2 separate regions of the Sus scrofa genome follow, and region 1 is linked to region 2. The links are chromatin contacts, called in public Hi-C maps. All regions are on one chromosome and are shown on one strand. The core of a region is the stretch at or near the end of the contact, and the rest is flanking DNA. Distances in the headings are between cores, read along the strand shown. Region 1 holds the start of WEE1 (wee1-like protein kinase). Region 2 holds the start of SWAP70 (switch-associated protein 70).

Region 1 (6,582 bases), core at 3,206-5,705, 89 kb after region 2:
GATAGATGGGAGTTGGGAGCAAGACTGAAAAAATGGCTGATTTTCTATCAGTGGAAGGTCCCTGTCATTTTATGAGTAACCAATATCAGTTTAAGAATCACACAAAATGAAATGGAAAAGGAAGGCTAAATGCAGGGAGCCTGTGTTATTAACTACTATATCCCACACACACTATGTAAAGTGCTAGGAATACCAAGTATATACAAGGTTGCTGTCCTCTCAAGAAGATAAGTTTAATTTGAGTTACAGGCACATAAGTAATATGAACAGTTCTACTATCCAGGCAGAAGGAACCAGGTTTTCCATCTTAACTTCCACGTAATGATTACTTGCAATTGAAATTCATGTTAGGCTTCTGATCTTTAATTTACAAGAGTTATAAAAGACATAGAGCATTTGAGCAAGACTTTAGGTGACAATAAATATCTCTTCGGTATTCATTTTCTCCAGCTTACAAGTTTACAGGGAACCATTACATTACTCACCATTACAATATTCATTCTGTATAAGCATATGATCATCTTCTGCCCAGGCAGAGAAATATCGAACTACATGAGAATGTTGTCCAAGCACTGCATGAGCATATACTTCTCTCAAAGCGTTCTGCCTAGGAGAAATTTGAGATTAACAGGATGGTAAATCATTTTTATTCAAGACTAAACTGATTTAACTGATAATTCATAAAAGAATCTTGACTTCTGCATCTATCATTATGCCAAAGGATAACTTGCTTAAGACAGAGGAGGTTAAGACTCTACCAGATTTTTTCAGACTTCCATTAAGAAGACTCTGAGAAAGAAGGAACCTTCCTGGCCCTAGGATTCAGGAAAACTGAAACTCCCAATTTACTGTGAATTCATGGATGACACCAGAAATAAGAAACTTAAATTTGGCTCCAAAATCAAACTCTTTATATCTACAAGTCTAATAAGAACTAATGCACAAAATGGATCTGATTAAATCATTATAACTTCTCAAATGTTAGAGAATAAATTAAGTGCTTGACGACCTAAAACTTTAATATTTGTAACACCATACTGAACAAAAAAGCAAAAGACAAAAATATTTAACACATACTCGTCAACAGAGCCAGCCAATGGCTTTTTTGATCGCTTAATGGCATAAATGCATCCATCCAGCCTCTTCACACATTTAAAAACAGAACCAAATTCTCCAGAGCCAATCTTCTCTAGCTCATGAAATTCTGTTGTATACCGTGACTTCATATTGCTTTCAGTAATTGTAATTCTCTGTAATAAAAAATATATCCATGTGCACAAAAGCATGAAAATGATTTTTTTCACTGTGTGTGAAATTTAAAAATCATTGTATCTTGTTTTAATGCTTACTTAATATGCATATATGGTAGCTTGTTAAGAAGTAGAAAATCAAGTTTCAAAAACAATAAAAAGGAAAAAGCTATTTACTTTAGCAGGTCTGGTTTCATCTTCAAACTCATAATCACTGGCTTCCATGTCTTCACCACAGGAACTGAAAAATAATTATTTTTTCCATCAACCTATCTGATGAATATATCGACTAGAGATCCAAAACTATCTGATATAGTGAAATTAAATTTTAATAAATGAAAACAAAAGAAAGCATTTAATTCTGTAATCACAAGAATACAGCTCAGCTGATGTAAACGTTGTTCTTGCTAAGATACGCCAAGACCACTACACGTCAAAATTAAAGCCTTTCTAAGTCAACTCTCTGCCTGCCTCACTTTCACACCAGTAGATTTCTAGACTCTATCTAGGCTTTTTTATTCCTTTCTTTTCCACGTCACTCCTTTCCCACAGCTGATGACTTCCCACCATTCTCTCTTTAGAATCGCTGGTAGTAGAGAAGTGCATAAACTTCCAAGTCATTCAGTTGAAATTAAATTTTGATAAGTATACCAAACCAATCTTGGGTGGGTGAGGAACCAAACTGTTCAATAATAAATAACTTACTCGTTCCAGTATGTTCTCTTTCTTCTACGACACTGTCCTGAGGAATGAAGCAACACCGAATCTGGAGTAAAAGGATTAATATTCACTTGTGGAGTCTGTCGAACATCAAATTCCCTTTTTCCTGATTTTTCTGTATCCATGAATAGAGAACCACCACGGAGTTTAACAGAGTTGGAATCAATTCCTCGAGCTTTAGAGAGCAAACTCTAGGAGAGGAAAAAAAAATGTTTAGGACCCAAGTGCTACAGAGGCCTTCTCAACCTAACTTTCAAAACGCCTTTCACATGGCCGAATGTGTAGGTCAAAGCAACACACGAGCCTCTGTTATCTTTCAAGCAAAATAAACAGTGGTTAACTTAGGAGTTTGAAGCTCGATACTAACCACCTTTTCTGAAAAGGCCAAGTAAAATAGGTCTCTAACCCTAAAAAGAACATGAACGCAGACCAAAATTAAGTTCATTCTGGAGGCTAAAAGTTAACAAATCCTTTCAATCCATCTAAAAATGGAAAGCAGTCAGGGAGCCCCATAAAAGCTCCCCTCCCCCATCCAAGTAAGGCTTCGAGAGCCACCTCAATAGGACTCCTCCCCTCACTTCCAGAGGGATCTTGCCTTGGGCAAGTCGGCTAATAAACAGTAAGGCACAATAGCACACATCTTCCAGAGGTTTATGACTAACGGTACTGAAAGCTGACTCACTTAGGTACTTTTTCCACATCAATCTCATAAATGCCATACTTGTCTTAATTTCGGGAAGTGTCCGTTTTAAAACCTGCTGTTACTTTTACAGTTCTCACTTGTCAATAGCCAAACAGGTACTGAATACCTATTTCTTTAAGATACCTTATCGATCATAGGAAAGCCTGAGGGTCCAGGCAACAACACCAACGCTGGTTTTTAACAGTTGGATGTTCCTAATCAGGACACTTAGGGTAACCAAACTTGGGCAGTCCAAACTCGAGAGTATAAAGAAACGCTTACCCAATAAATATTCTGTCCGTAAGGAGGCTTAAAGGCTACCCTGAGTTATTTACGAGTCTTTAAGACTGTAAAGGCTTGAAAGCCAGCCTTTTCTCCCAAGTCGAAGTGCAGTCTCCCTCCGTATCTCAAACTTTCCCCCATAAGACCACCTGACACAAAACGATAAGCGCATGATTTTTTTTTTTTTTTCAACCGAACTCCTGCGTGCGCCGCCCAAATTACAGGACCGATCACTGCGTTTAAAAGGCACCAGATGGCTGCGGCGCTCGGGAGTGTCAGGTGGCCGGGCCAGCACCACTCGAGCATCCTTCCAAACCACGTTATCGGTGCTACACTCCCGGCTGCCGTGCTCGGGGCGGCCCCGACTGCGGGCGTTAAATCGTCAGCCACCTGGACGGCGCCGATCAGCCCTTTGAAAGATGAAGAAGTTCCAGACGAGGGCCATTGTTCAGTTACATAATCTTTAACGGACAACTGCTGGGCAGGGCCCCAAAGAGGGGCTGCCAACTTTTTTGTTGCGGCGCAGGAGAGAGAGCGGGGGTGCGGCCAGGCGGTTATGTAACTGAACCCGGGCAGCGCCGCGCTCGGCTCCCAGCGCCGCGGCCTTTTTAAAAGGCTGGGCCGGCAAGGGCTCGGGCTGCTCGGGCCGCCGCGTCCTCTCACCTTGGGGGTATGCGGCGTGTCGAAAAGCCGCAGCTTGCGGAAGGTCTTGTGCGGCGGGGTGCCCGGGTGGTCGGGCAGCGGCGAGCAGGGCCCCTCGGCCGCCCTGCGCGTCGCGCAGCCCCGCGGGGACGCATCCCCCGGGCCGCCACAGCGCACGGGCGAGAACGAGCTGCCCAGAAAGTAGGCGGCCGCCGGGGACTTGACCGGCGACGAAGAGCCGAAGCCCTCCTCCTCCCATGAGTCGCCCTCGGCCCCGCCGCCCGCCGCGTCGGCGCCGGAGCAGGCGCCCCGCAGCAGCAGGTCCTCCTCCAGCTCCCCGGGGCTGCCGGGGGCCGGGCCGGGCGAGCGGCGGCGCTCGGGCCCGGCCTCTGTGGGGCTCCGCGCAGGCGGCAGCGGCGAGTCGGGCTCCTGAAAGGCCGAGTCCTCCCCTGTGCTGTGGCCGCTGCCTTCTTCCTCCTCTTCTTCCTCCTCCTCCTCACAGTCGCTGCAGGGCGAGAAGATCAGTTTCTGCCGCAAGGTGCAGGAGGCCCCAGCGCGGCGGGGCGGCGGCGGCTGCTGCCGGCTCAGGAAGCTCATCGCGCCCCTAGGGCCGGGGCGAAGGACCGGAGAATCGGGGCCCGCGGAGTCCAGGACACTGCCGGCCCAGGGGGCGGGTCCGCCACGTGCGACTGGGCGCGCCTAGCGGCTTCGGCGGCGGGCCTGCGCGGCGGCGGCGGCGGCCTGCGGCTCCGGGACGCTCGGGACGGCGGATGGTGGGGGCGGCAGCGGCGCGAACTGTCCGGCAGCGGAGGGGCGGCCCGGGCGCCGAGGCTGGGGTCTCCGCAGGTCCAGCCACAGGTTCGGGCTCCGCGGCTTCCCGCGACCGTTAACCACGTGAGTGCCCAGCCCACCAATCCCCGCCCAGCTCAGGGTTTGAAAAAAATGGAGGGCGCGACGTACCCCGCGGGGGAGGGATCGGCTACGCGATTTTGGCGCGAACTCGCTGGCTCCGCCCACCCTGCTCGGCGCCCAGCCAGGCCTGGGCGGGCGTGGCGCCGCGGGCCTATGAGCGAGCGGGATCACTCGAGCCGCGGGTCCGGAGCCGCCCGGACCGGGCCAAGGTGGAGCCGAGGCCGCCCTCTGGGTGGGACCAAGGGTGAGGGCTTGGCTAGGCTGATCCCAGCGCGGCCCTGGACGCGTTCGCCGCCCGCAAGGCTTCCGCGAGTCTGGAATCGGACGGGCGGCGAGAGAGCGCCTCTGGGTCCCGGCAAGTCTGGGCGAGCGGGGGACTGCAGTGGCCCTCGGGCGCTGTCCCTGGATACCAACCTACTGCCCCGCGTCCCTTTGGTGCCGGCCCCTGAGGCAGTGTGGGCGTGGCTGTGGGAAGTCACGTTCCCGGGTCGAGGTCTCTCAGGACAGTTCTGAACTGTAAACAAATTGGTTAGGGGGACACCAAAGTCAGCAGGAAGGCGGACACTCGAGTTCTCCAGGCGAGGTCACCAGCTGCGGGGCAGCCTCTGAGCCTCAGCTTCCACCCCAGAGTGGCTGATAGGGTCCAGTGTGTCCATAGGGAGTTGAGCGCCCCCAGGCTGTGGTCCCCTCAGATGTCCCGGCTCCCGCAAATTGTCCACAGTAAATAAAGCCGCCCCAAGTTCGGCCGTAAGCACAAAACCGAGCGCCCACCACCAGGCCACGCTGTTTATATTTGTTTGCCAGCTCATGGGCAAGTGTTGGCAAAATAGAATGGCTCAGCTCGCTGCAAACTTCAAAGGGACTTGAGAAAATTTCTCTAGCACCACGTTAAATTGTGATTTACTCCATCCCTTACTGTCACACAGAGAAGATTCCAACAATCTTTTACTTGTCAATAACCCCATAAAGAATATTCTTCCTCCTTGCGTTTTTTTTTTTTTCCTGTGTTTTATTTTGCCGTTTTTATTCTTTAGGATTGCTGGGTCAAAGATATAAACTGCCACACCGCTCTTCAGAGAGAAAAAAATTACGTTCTCACTAGTATTGGCTTAGAATACACCCTTTGTGAATTCTGGACATCAGTGGATAACATTCGTTAACGTGGGTTTTTTTGTTTGTTTGTTTGTTTGTTTTTATGGCCACCACACCCACGGCATATGGAAGTTCAGGCGTCAAGGATTGAATCCCAGCCACAGCCAAGACAGTGGTGGCAAAGCTGATCCTTTAACCTACTGTGCCTGGTGGGGGATGGAACCTGCACCTCCTCCACAAGCAGAGCTGCTGAAGTCAGATTCTTCACCCACTGCGCCACTGCAGGACCTAATGTTTGTTAATGTAGTTTTGCTGTTTTGATTCATATCACTGGACGGTTTTCATGGGCCTAATAGCTGTTTACATTCATTTCTATGAATATTAACACGTGGACATATACATTATTCTAACACTTTTCAAAGGTAAAGTTCAAGCTGGATTTGTAATGGAAACACATTTTTTTTTCTCCCTTTTGGGCCACACCCTCAGCATTCTGGGCCAGGGATCAAACTGGGGCCACAGCAGCAACCCAAGCCGCTGCAGTGACAACGAGGGATTCTTAACCTGTCGTGCCGCAAGAGAGTTCTGGAAACACATTTTAGCACTTATCACATCGGGAATTCCCTGAGTTTATATAACTGAAGATGTAATGAAGGTTAAACAGCTGTCTCTCCAGTTAACGGATGTATAAATGTGTGGTCTTTTTTGTGTACTAATCCAAACTTAATTTTAAGCTCTTTGAAGACAGGAACTCTACCCTTTTGTATGTTTCAAGGAGAGGCATTCTCTGATCCATGCTGACCAAAGCCAAGGAGTGTTTTTTTTTTTCTTTTCTTTTTAGGGCCATACCCGCAGGATATGGAGGTTCCCAGGCCAGGGTTGAATTGGAGCTGTAGCTGCCGGCCTACACCACAGCCACAAAAAAACTCCACATCCGAGCCTCATCTGTGACCTACACCACAGCTCACGGCAATGCCAGATCTTAACTCGCTGAGTGAATTC
Region 2 (6,578 bases), core at 2,880-5,379:
CCACTGAAAGAAAGAATGAATAAAAGAATGAATGAATGAATGAAGAGAAGGGGCTTACTCCTATTTCCACATAACCACATCCTAGTTTTCTTCAGAGGTCATGTCAAAGCTTTTTGGCATGAAGTAGTTCCACCAGTAAGAAGTCTGGTCTCATGGCCTCTTACTTTCTGTCACATGCAACATCTTCCTTCCAATAGTATTTCTGTAGTTCTTATCTCTCCCACCAGATCTTACATTTTTAAAGGATGGGGTAATGGTCTGAGTAACATAATCTACATGTATACACAGAGAGAGAGAGAGACAGGGACAGAGAAAAAGAGAAACAGACAGAGAGAGGGACTTCTCTAATGGTTACCTATTCTTTTAGTTTACCTACCAAAATTTAAACCATTTAAAGGCAAAAATTTGTGTTTCCCCCCCATCCTCACTACCAAATCTGCCTTAAAATTAGGCATAGTGTCTAACACATGAAGAGTCACCACTCACTGCGTCAAAAATTATGAAGGAAACTTAAAAAAGACAAGTGTCAAGAGTATTTTAGAATATCCATATAGTTTTACAAAATGCTGGGGTTTTTTTCTTTTTGGCCATACCCGCAGAAGTTCTGGGTCCAGGGATCGAACCACCCCACAACAGTGACCCATGCTGCTACAGTGACAATGCCAGATTCTTAACCCACTGGGCCACCAGGGGAACTCCCCAAAGCAACAATTCTTTTTCTTTCTTTCTTTTTTTTTTTTTTTTAATTTTCTTTTTAGGCCCACACCCGTGACATCTGGAAGTTCCCAGGCTAGGGGCTGAATAAGAGCTGCAGCTGCCGACCTAAACCAGAGCCAGAGCAATGCTATATCCGAGCTGCACCTGTGACCTACACCTCAGCTCATGGCATTGCCGGATCCTTAACCCACTGAATGAGGCCAGGGATCAAACCCACATCCTCATGAATATTAGTTGGGTTCATTACCTGCTGAGCCGCAATGAGAATTCCCCCCAAAGCAACAAATTATAACGTCATTTTGGATATGTAATTTTTAGTTAGCTATTTAATAAATCAGTTATATGATATATTCTCCAAAGAGATATTAACTCTCAAGAGTCTAAAAAATACTAATCTTTTGATAAAATTGCATAGTACCTCACACAGAGCAGACACAAAAGTTTATTTGTGAACAAACGAGTGAATGAACAAATTAAGGCAAAAACTCCACTCCTAGCCAATGGTCAAGGAACACAGACCTTTAGAGACAAAACTCCAAAAAGGAGAGAAGTAAATAGAAACTTTTTAATATTTCCAATTCCAGAAATACTGGCAAGATAACCCGAACTGAACTCCAAATCTCTCAGTTAAGCAGACACAGACACAAAACACAACTGCACACTTGCATTATTAATATCTTGTGGGTAAAAGCTATGGATGGGAGTTTAAATACTTCCTCCCAAACCTGCAGTAAAGAATTCTCTGGACACTTTTTCTATATATAGCCACAAAGATGACCTGTACAACAAAAGTAATAGGAAACATTTCGTTTATGTCATTAATTGGAGGAGGAAAAAAATAAAAAAATAGACAAAATAAACAGAAACCAAATAGTAAAACAGTAGCCTTAACCACAGCAATAATTAGATGCAATTGGTCTAAAACAAACCAATTAAAAGACAGATTGTCAGAATTAATTAAAAAAATAAGACCCAAGCAGGGAGGGGGGCTCTGCTGCTTTCACCACCTTGGACTGTGTGATCTTGGGCTGCTTGTTTAACATCTCTGAGCCAAGGTTAATAAATGAAATATTATTTGTGAAAGGTCAGGGTCTTGCAAGACCTTGAGGGGCTTTGGGTGGAACAAGACCCAAATACATGCCATCTACAAGAAACTGACTTTAAACACAGTAGTATAGGTCAATCAAAAGTAAAAACAGTAAAGAGTAAAATGCAACTCTATTCATAATCATCAAAAACTGGAAACACAAATGTTTTTCAAGGGTGAATGGATTAAATATGGCACATTCAAATTGACTACTGCTTCACAATAAAAAGAATTATTGATACACACAACATAGGTGACTCCTAAAGCACTGGGCTGAGTAAAAGAAGCCAGTGTCAAAAGATTACATTGTGTATGCCTCCATTTCAATAACATCCTGGAAAGGACAAAACTACAGCAATCAAGAAGAGGTCACTGATCTGGCATTGCTATAGCTATGGCATAGGTCAAAGCTGCAGCTTAGACTGAATCCCTAGCCTGGGAACTTTCATATGCTCCAGGTTTGGCCACTGGGGGAAAAAAAAAAAAGAACAGAGCATTGATTTTCAGCAGTTGAGGAAGAGGGGGCAGCATGAGGAACTTTAGGGGATGATGGAGCTGATGGAACCCTGATTTGGCAGTAGTTATACAAATCCATATATGTTAAAATTCATGGAACCATCCACCAAGTCAACTTTATGTTGATTTAAAAAAAAAATAAGTCAAATGAAGATTAAGTGGATGATCTCCATGCATCCTTCCAGACTATGATTTTATGAATGAGAAAAAGAGAGGAGAGTGAAAGACAGGCAGAATGCTAAATCCTACCGCCATAAAAGCCACTAGTCATAAGAACCTCCTGATTACTGCACAAAATAAAGCAAATTCAATCCTCAGAAATTCACTCCCAGAAGAGGCTAAGAAAACCAGACATTCAGATCCAAAATGTGTATATTTAAAAATGCCTATGAATGGCTCTACTTGTCCGTTTCCATATTTTACACTTTCAAGAAGGTGCCAATTTCTCCTGGCTAAGTGCCGATTGCCCTGCTTGGGGTTACTCAACTTACAAGCATTTCTTTATTTATACCTTATACTCTCACTTAACGATAAGGTCCCTTTGGCAATCACAGTAAAGGCTCTACAAAAGCAGTTGCTTTTGCAGGGTGCTGAACGGATCAGAGCTCCTCACCCGGAACTAGGGTCCCTGAGGGACGCGACACACCCTTCACTCGTTCCAGACATGAGGACGCTAGGTCTTCCTCATTAATCAGAAAGCGTCCCCCACCGCCAACGCGCCCCAAAAGAGGCGGCCGCTGGGGGCCGGGCTCTGGGGCACTTCTCCCTTCTCGGAACTGCGTGGCTGCCTGGGGTGCAGCTGACCAATTTGAGGACTGCCCCGGGGCGGAACGTGCGCCTTCGAAGGTTCTGCACGGACTCCTTGGGTAAGTCCCTTCTTCTCCCAGAGTAAGAAGAAAACTCTGGATGGGTGTCCTAAGGGAGCTTCCCACCGCCCTGAGTCTGAAACTTTCCGGGCCTCCCGCTCCAAAAGGCAGCCCGGCTCGCGCCTCAGAGCCCTCACCCCCGCAGTGCCTTGCTCATGGGGAGCCCTGAAAGGACTAAGGCACCGGCTGGAGCGCACAGCACGAAAGCCAGGAGGGACGCAAAAAAAAAAAAGTCAAATCCTGGTCTCTTCTCCCTCCACCTCGAGCAGGCCACTCGGCCGCATTCCGGCCTGCCACTCCCTGTGGTCACGCCAGCCTGTCGGCTTCCACCCGGGGGTAGTGGAGCGCGTCGGGCAGGGGCGCATGGGGGACAGGAGGGGGGCGGCACCCACCTTGAGTTGGGACTTGGAAACCTTGCCACTGTGGTCCAGGTCGAGTGCGGTGAAAGCGTGCCAGATGGCCTTGAGCAGCTCGTCCTTCAAAACCCCCATGGCCAAGATCCTGCAATCCCGGCTGCCGCAACTGCCCCGCCAGCCACTTAGTGCGTCTGACGCCCCTTGGCCTCTGCCGCCACCGCCCGCCGCGCAGTCACCTGACCGTGGCAGGCCTCGCCCCCGCCAGGCTCCGCCCTCTGGGCGCCCGCGGGGAATAGCGCTTCGCAGTGTGAGCTCGGGGTCCGGTGCTCTACCTATCCCTGAACCCTGGGAACGCCTGGCCTTCTTTCCCAGCCCGGACGGCAAACGCCACTATGCAACCCTTCAGGGTTCCCAAGACCAGATCGGGCCATTTTCGGAGCTTGCATGCTCCCCAACAAGAGCTCTTACCCCGAGGAAAAATATGAGTCGGGGTAAGCAGCTTCCTAGGCTTCAGCCGGCTTCCAGAAGTGACAAAGAGAGCCCTGGGCCCTCCCCGGATACGGAGTCACTGTCTGAGAAGACCAGACAAGAACCCCAGAAGCCCCCAGAGAAGGGCTCAAATGCAAGCACAGCCTCTAGTGGGAGGGGAGGGAGGAGGGGAAGCAGGGAAGGGCCTCGAGGGAAGTTGGTTCATTAGTTTCGCAAACATTTCATGATGCCTACTGTGTAGTGGACTCCGGTGACAAAGACAAGGTTTAAGGTGGGTTTAGAAGTCAGAGGGTCAGGCAACCTGTTCTTCGTAACCCTCAGCTGTTGAGGGTCTGTTGACAATTTAAGAAGGGTTTGACGTGGATAGTGCTGCTCTTTCCTGGTGTTTTTCTGTGCTTGCATAATAGCAGATCTGGAAGGACCCCAGGAAATCACTCCACCCATCTTACTAATCAGAATGGGTGAACCTTTTAAAAGAGCCTATCTATGCCTAGAAGAGCATCCTCCTCGTTTTAATGTTCACTTAAATACCTGTTAACAATGATCGCTTGAGCTCTTTAGGCTTCAAATTCTCCCTCCATGTATGAAATGAGCATGGTGCTTTAGATGTTCTGGAAGGTTTCTCCTAGGGCTCACATCCTAGGATAATAACTATTGCTGGCTGACTCCAGTCTGATTAAATCACCAGGCACAGTGCCTTGCATCTCCAATGCAAGACCAAATCTGGAAAAAATGGAGAGAAGAACAAATACGGAAAGTTTTCAAAACGGGCTGGTTCTCAGATGAATTTTGGTTTTGTTTTACTCTTTTATGTTCCTAAATGCACATATATGCACTATATTAAAAAGAAAAGAGCATCAAAAGGAAGAGTGATATGAAAAGAGCAGAAACGGAAGGAGCTGCTTCAGTGAGCTTGAGGCCAAGGGAACTTGATGGGGCAAAGAAAAAGGGTGACCCAGTTAAGGGGAAGGGGCAGATGCAAAGGGACATGGGTCTCTCACTGTGAGAGTCCTAGAGGCCCTTCCCACTTCACGATTTGTCAGGGCTTTTCTTGCTCTGCCAGAATCCAATTTCTATCATCGTTCTTCCCCAACACCAGCTCAAGTCTGCCAGTCAACAAAAACACATGATTTAACCTCTAATTTCTTCATGCCAGTTCAGCTTTTTCTGGGTAGTGACAAAAAAAGAAACCCTCCTAATTCTCAAGTTTCAGGTTAACCACTAGATGACACTCCTCCTTTTCTCTCAGTTTCTGGAAGGATCAAAAAGGTATTTCAAAGCTTTTTTTTTGGGGGGGGGGGAAGTGTCACATGACCAGTACATTGGGAACTTTCAAATTCCTGCTTCTTTCACAATGCCCATTCTCATAATCTGAGCAACTGTTAAAGCAAAATGATGGAAGGAAATGCTTTGAAACCTAACGGATTCTATCAATTATCTATTGCTGCATAACCAATTAACCCAAAATTTAGGAGCTGAAAAAAATAACATTATCTCATACTTTCTGTAGGTCCAGAATTTAAAAGCCTCTTAGCCATATGGTTCTGGCTTGAGAGCTCTTTAGAGGTTTCAATCCAGATATGGGTCTGTAGTCATCTGAAGGAGAGGCTGGTACTGTAGAAATCATTTGGAAAAGGCCTCCGCTCCTCCCTATATGAGTCTGCGCAAAGGCAACTTGGATGTTTTTATAACATGTCAGCTGGTTTTCCCAGAGCAAGTGGCCCAAGAAAGAGAAAAGGGAAAGCTACAATATCTTTTATGATCCTGCCTCAAAAGTCATTTATCATTATTTCTGCAATATTCTACTTATTACTCAGGTCAGCCCTATTTAAGGTAGGAGGGGAACTACAAAAGAGCAAGAATATCAGAAGGCAAGAATCACTAAGGGCCCATCTTGAAAGCTGGCTACCACACAGATGTAGGGCAGAATCCAAGCTCCAGCATTTGCTTACCTACGAGAAAATATGAGGCTTCGTTTCTTCCTCTGCAAAATAAGGATGCTAATATTTATCCTGCAAAACCGCTACGAGGCTTGAAAGAGGCAGTACTCTATATATGTGTCTCATATAGAGACACAGCATCATGGTACCTAGCAACTGCTGATAGTTGGTTCATACGGTGGTTTTGAGCTGTGTCAATTTAACTAAACTGAAATTCAGTTCCCCATATTTCCCTCCCCACTCTGCTTCCAGGATATGATTGGTCATAAGAGAAATTTGTGTAAGATTTGAAAAGAGTAAGTGAAGAAGCTGCTGTTGGGAGCTGAAGCTGCTGGATACCAGCTGTGGACTGTAAACTTATTACTGACCTGCTAGCACACTATTGGGGTAGAGCAGCAACTGGTCCCAGCTCCTCCAGCTCCCACTGCATCTCCTATTTCAGCTTCTCCTGCATCTCCTATTTCAGCTTTCCCAAGCCTCTGGGGCAAGGCACATTGGTAGTTCTGTGGAAAAGGCATCAACTTCTCCTGCAGACCACCCGCATCATCAACATGAGATATAACTATGGGTTGCATTTTGTCCCATAGGTTCCAGTTTGTCCTTGTGG

Evidence for each region. Hi-C and Micro-C count contacts between places; a contact is called where the count stands out from the background.
Region 1: a contact with region 2 is called in a Hi-C map of liver, with 3 times the contacts expected there. The contact joins the promoter of WEE1 here to the promoter of SWAP70 in region 2. A contact is called at or near these places in 1 of 5 promoter capture datasets (liver), 5 of 47 Hi-C or Micro-C datasets (embryonic fibroblasts, heart right ventricle, liver and 1 more) and 1 of 2 datasets of contacts at active chromatin or transcription factors (alveolar macrophages).

What each region holds. Positions count from the first base shown.
Region 1 is chr2:49,890,054-49,896,635 of Sscrofa11.1, forward strand. WEE1 (wee1-like protein kinase) reads right to left here and starts at 4,456. Exons shown (of 11, transcript XM_003122982.4): 1 at 3,598-4,456; 2 at 1,956-2,161; 3 at 1,428-1,491; 4 at 1,078-1,250; 5 at 486-607. The coding sequence starts at 4,173.
Region 2 is chr2:49,801,133-49,807,710 of Sscrofa11.1, forward strand. It overlaps SWAP70 (switch-associated protein 70), which reads right to left and starts at 4,130. Exons shown (of 12, transcript XM_003122981.6): 1 at 3,579-4,130. The coding sequence starts at 3,677. It overlaps LOC106509419 (a long non-coding RNA gene), which reads left to right and starts at 2,120. Exons shown (of 3, transcript XR_002341577.1): 1 at 2,120-3,186.